Linked DNA regions of Mus musculus: region 1 is linked to region 2. A link is a contact called in public Hi-C data. All regions are on one chromosome and are shown on one strand. The core of a region is the stretch at or near the end of the contact, and the rest is flanking DNA. Distances in the headings are between cores, read along the strand shown. Region 1 has its middle 57 kb from the start of Gm23186. Region 2 has its middle 110 kb from the start of Gm41516.

What was found. Hi-C and Micro-C count contacts between places; a contact is called where the count stands out from the background.
Region 1: a Hi-C map of myocytes shows a contact between it and region 2, with 2.1 times the contacts expected there. The contact joins two enhancer-like sites. A contact is called at or near these places in 1 of 484 Hi-C or Micro-C datasets (myocytes), 1 of 115 datasets of contacts at active chromatin or transcription factors (large pre-B cells) and 1 of 9 other capture datasets (embryonic stem cells).

Annotation. Positions count from the first base shown.
Region 1 is chr17:4,734,032-4,736,824 of GRCm38.p6, forward strand. No RefSeq gene overlaps it. Among named protein-coding and RNA genes, the nearest start is that of Gm23186, 57 kb to the left of the region's middle. Within about 2 kb of position 1,405, at least 28 of the 459 cell types and tissues checked have an H3K27ac peak or open chromatin away from gene starts, as enhancers often do. A contact at or near this core is called in myocytes, where this site is marked.
Region 2 is chr17:4,296,850-4,299,845 of GRCm38.p6, forward strand. No RefSeq gene overlaps it. Among named protein-coding and RNA genes, the nearest start is that of Gm41516, 110 kb to the left of the region's middle. Within about 2 kb of position 1,437, at least 21 of the 459 cell types and tissues checked have an H3K27ac peak or open chromatin away from gene starts, as enhancers often do. A contact at or near this core is called in myocytes, where this site is marked.

The DNA of each region.
Region 1 (2,793 bases), core at 155-2,654, 440 kb after region 2:
ACAACCCTGCCTTCAGATGCTGCTAACTCTATGAACATCTACATGAGGGTCTTAACATGGAACAGCTGCATTTTAAAAAAAGAAAAAGTGCAAAATTAGGTGATGGAAAAAATGCGTTCTTTGGTCAACACATGGTCAAAGGTTGGAGATTCGGTTCATCCAGTCTGTCTCATCCTATCTGTGCATCTTTGAAGATGGTGAGGGACAAAGATTTCTTGGAATTGGTTGTGTTTTAAAGGTAGCAACATCTATTTCTACCTGAAGAAAGAAACACAATAACCATTTCCTTATTCTTATCTCTGACCATCATAGATATTCTTCCTTATAATTACGTGGACTATTGCTGTCATGGCCGGCATTTTCACTACTTACCATTATGGGTATTTAGAGGCTCATAAAATGTGAGCTTCCTCAATGCTTAAACAGCACAAGAGATAAATCAGAGTTTTGGCTGTGTGGAGGAAACCTAACTGAGAACAGCTGGAGAGCTCTCTTGACTAAATATTTACAAAAGGCATGATTATTTCACTGAGTGACATTGTGTGAAGATAACAATTTATCAATCATCTTACTTAACACCAATCCCCACGGGACGGGCCGCATTCCCACTTAACAATAAGAATCTATTGTATGCTAATTAATTTACTTATTTTCACTTCGGGTTATTTTAGACACATTTGCCCTTGTGTTTTTATAACAGCTCATATTACACAGAGACCAAACAAATGTTTTATAGGCAGAGAAGGTTGGGGGAAGCACAACTAAGGATCAGTCTTGGCTCACATTTGGTCCTCAGGGGCCCAGGGTGAGAAGAACGGATGTGTAGAGGCACATCCTGCCTATTTGGTTGCAGATCCTGCTGCTAATTTCGAAGATATTCTAGGGAAAATAAAAAGACAGAGGCCAACAGCATTCTAAATTTAAATATAAAAGTTTTATATTTAAACTTTAAAAAAAAAATTTTTTTTCAAAAATTTCTCCCTGGTGGATGAAGCAACAACTCCCCCCACTCCTTCTAAGGTCTCAGTGACAAACCAAAAGTTCAAGTCCACAAAGGCCCCCGCGGAAGACTAGTAAGTTCAGTGAGCTTATTTACAGACCATACATGAGGACTGTGGGAGACCCCAATGCAGCCTCACTGCAAAGTCTTCACCCACCATGATGATGGTGCCTCCCCATAATAGCACCAGACTCCAAGGCCTCCTGGAGTTAAGGCAGACTACAAACAACTGGTTGGAAGGGGTAGCTGGATACTTAAGAGCACAATGACCATCTCTGGTCCTCCTTCTGTGAGGGAGCAGCCACATCAACAAGCCCAGCTGTGATGGCTTTTTGCACACAGGCACAGCTGAACTCCTGCAAATGGCAGTTGTTTGGCTGAGCCTCACAGTTAGACACAGCTGTGATTTCCCACACCCGAAGCAGCTATGAGGCAAGCCTCACCCAAGCATAGTTCCTGTACACCATAGCCCTTAGTCTCCTGGGAAAATCCAGAGAACCCAGCTGACCACATAGACTAAGACTCTCTGCAGAGCCAACTGGAAGCAGAATTCTGGGACATTGGCTGTGGTATCCACACACACAGACCTTCCAGAACCTTGACTTAATACAGAATATGTAGACTGTAAAAGCACAAGATGAGGGCAAGATTTGTCACAAAGATGGGTGACAAGGTTTCTCTTGTATCCCCAAATACCACACCTCTGTTGTCCAAACCTGTGTGTTGTTGTCACTTGACAAGGTCTAAGAGAAAGAAATGCTAGCCCACACAACCAGCAGGAATTCACTAGCCAGTACTAAGCTGGCTCTTGAGGAACTGGGGATACAAAGGGAGTGGGGGGCGTTCCTCCTCTACAGGGGGCACAGATGAAGGTCCTGTGATGAGAGCCCAAGAGCTAATGCCATCCAGCTCCCTCAATCCTCTAACTCCTCCTCCTGCCCTGGAAGTTGAGGAAATTGGAATCCACATGAAAAGTAGTGATAGAGATATATGCAGGCCAAAGTCTGTACAGAGTGACAACTTAAGAAAAAACTCCCACAGTAACGTCCCTTGTGACAGTATTCTAGAACTGAGCTCTTTCAAAACAAATTGAGAGATATTAAGAAAACTAACACAAGGCATGCAAGAAAAACAAAAGTCAGATTTGGAAAAACCTAGAAATAAAGGAACAAACTTTTTTTAAAATTACAAATAAAACATAATCACTTTATAAATTAAATTACAAGAAACAAAAGAATAAACACAATTAGAAATACCTTCTGAACATCAAAATGTTTTTAACAAAGGAGTGTAAAAAGCAAATGTTAAGGAGTCTACAGAAGATGAGAAACAATGCAGACAACCAGAAATAATTTAACATATGAATGTTACCAGTCCCCATAAAGGGGAAACCAAAGCAAAGGAGAAGAAACAAACTTAAAAATGCTTGATGCTTCCAGAAGACCCATATTTGATCCCAGAACCCACATGACAGTTCACAACTGCCTGTAAGTCCAGCTCTAGGCGATCAGATGCCTTCCTCTGACTTCTATAGGTACCAAACAGGTATATGGTGTACAGAAAGGCATTCGGGTAAAACACTCCATGCACATAAATTTAAAATAAATCTTTCCTTTTTTGTAACTCAAAATAATCTTCCTTAAGGAAAATATGTGCAATCACACATTGAGAGAATCCCAGGATTCCTGAGAATATCAAACCAGAACTATCAACTCCAAGTCATTTGTTGATAAATATGATGTGCTTTAAAGAAAAAAGGAGGGAGTAAGGTAGGTATGAGAGTCAGAAGGCGA
Region 2 (2,996 bases), core at 187-2,686:
AAATGTGCCATGCCTGGCGTCTTTGCAGCGGGCCTTCTTTGAGGCTTCAATTTGTATCTGGACCCTAGGGAGACTTTGGGATTAGCAGGGCCTGACCTAAGTATCACATGCAAAACATGGCAGGTGTCGGCAGCTTAAAGAAACGGAAAGGGATGGCAACTACAGAATCTGTGGAAAGCAGCCAGAAGGGGTGGCTCTGGCTGCCCATCTGTTATGGAAAACTAATTCTGTGCCAAGAACCATGCTGAACCTTTTTTTATGTGTATCTGATCTCATATTTCACCAGTGATAGCACATAGATATTATTTTTATTTTTTATTTTATTTTTTGCAAAAGAGCTAGGGGAAGTAGAGAAACTTGTGTCTGTCACACAGATGCACTAGGTAGTAGCAGATAGCTAATCTCTGGCTGGTTCCCAGGCACAGGCTTATGACACCCATGCCTTGGAACCATGCTCAAGCACTGGCTTGTTGACCAATCCTGACTTTAGGTTGACAGTCGTGAGGCAGTATTACACTGTGTTAGTGAGGCACTGAAACCAGCCATGTGGAACTTGGTGTGTGGTTCCCAGGGACAGCTGAACCCCAAAGTCAGAAGAGGAACAAGCAGTCAACTCAGGCATGCTCAATAGACATTAGTGTTGCTTCTGGAACCAGAAGGCTCAGGTTGGCAATTGGGCTATCATTAATACCAGGACTCTGGGTTCAGCACAAAGGAAGAGGCCAGCCAGGATGAGACAGCTCTAGAAGGAAGCAGAGCTGCTGCTGAGGATGTCAGGCACACAGAGAGATGTGGGGAAAGGCATCCTGGCCTCCACCATGCTGCCCAAGCTTCCTTGAGCCCCACCCATCGCTCAAACCTTCCCAAGGCACTGCAGTGAGCTTTGTTTCATCTCATTTCAGTCTGATACTACCTCTGTCCTCAGAGTCCATGTCAGGAAGTCATGACAAAGTGACCCTTGCTGGTCACAGAAACTTCTAGATTTGGACTGATAGAAAACTGTCCCTAATGAATTTTGCTCTCTATGGAGGTGCTTGTGAGAGACAAATTCATTTTTTTTCTTTCTCTTAGATTTATCATTCTATACCAACATAATCCATGACCTTTTAAGTGGAAGACAGTATTGCCCATGACTAACTATATCTGCCTCCTTGCTTTGTAGAAGACAATAATGGTTGTAGCCTATCTGAGCAGCCAGTGGGTCTCAGAACAGAACTAGTTACTCTCCTGTGTGTGGTTTGGGTGTGATGTCTCCCATGTCTGCCACAGGCTCCCACTAGCTCCTGTGTTTGAGCACTTGGCTCCCAGCTGCTGGTGTCATTTTGGGAAGGCTGTGAAATCTTTAGAAGTTGAAGCCTGGGTTATAGAAGCAGGCTCCCAAGTGCCAAGCCTTGAGGGCAATAGCTCCACCCTGTTTCCATCTCATCTCCAGTTTCTGTCCACTGCGGTCATGTGGCCAGCTGTTAAACCTCCAACCACTACAGACCAATCAGCTCTAGCTACCACGGCTTCCAGCATGATGCCTTCTAAATTGCCCACCCCCCCTCTCTCTGAAGAGGATTGGGGTTTTTCTTTACTTTTCTTTTTTCTTTTTTGCTACAGCACTGAGAAAAACTAATATTATTATTCCGATAAAGGAAAGAAGATTTTACTGCTTAGGCAAATACTCTACATTAGCTTCTGTATTTCTTTCTGTGATCTGCACCTCTCCCAGCACGTAGCACAATATCTTCCTGAGGGATGTGGTCAACGGAAATAATGGGAGGAGTTTATTGTCACCCTCCATGGCCAAAGGTGATTATTATAGCCAGCACTTACTGTTGTCTGCATTAGCAGCTAAACATGGGGAATGTTAGCGATCAGTAGATCTTGAACTTATTGTTAATTATCAGGTACCATTGTAACATCAATGGCTTTGCCTGCTTTTGGTTCAGTCCTTTCATAAGCTCAGCTGAAAATGCAGCAGACAAAAGTCTTTAATGTAAATTTCCTGGGAACCCGTGTCTACTCAGCATTTTCCTTTGTTCCGGTTGTGCCCCGTCACCTGCTGCTTCAGCAGTGAGTCCCTGTGCCTTTGATCAGAGCACTGATGGGACTTTCATAACACTTGATATTTATAATCAGAGAGCTGCATGCGGGTTATTGTCACATATTCACAAACGTGCCTCTCCTTCCACTGAGAAGGAGAATATGCCCCCTGATAACAATAAAAGTGACAGAGGTACTCAGTGGAAGAAGTGGGGTTTAGAGGGGACCACCTTGGATTTAAGTGTCTGGAACATTGCCTGGGATGATGGACACAGCCTGGTATCTGCTGAGGAGCACAATGAAGTGAGAACACATGAAATACAGGCAAACTTTTATCTACTACAGAGAAAGAACCTCCTGGGAAAATACAGGCCTGCTAGGAAATGGTGCGGGCATGAAAGGTGATTTATGTTTCCTGCAGGCAGTTCTGAACTAATTCCCAGAATGGCATGAAGGGATTGCCAATTTGAACAGAAGACAAACTGTGCTCTCTGTCCATTTGAAACCATATCACCTACAAGGGTAATACAAATGGCTGGTTTTGGTTGTTTTTTTAAGTCACTTACTTCTAAGGAGATCCAAGGGCTTCCCACCCATGAGTTCATTTACTAGCATGCTGGGAACACTGTTCCCCCATGTGCAAGAGAAGTGCTACTTCCCTAGGTAGAAGAGAGTGACAGCATTCCTCTGTTCCCCCTCACTCTGCTTAACCCTCTCTACACAAGCCAATCTCTCTCTCTCTCTCTCTCTCTCTCTATATATATATATATATATATATATATATATATATATATATATATATATATAGTGCTAGCTGGCTAGGCCCAGTGCACCTGTAAAGCAGCAGGGTCATTTAATCCTGGGATATGGCATGGTGCTATAATCACAGCTACTCCAAAGGCTGAGGCAGGAGGACTGCAAGTTTGAGGTCAGTCTGGGTTAAAGAGTGAGTTCAAAGCCAACCTGGG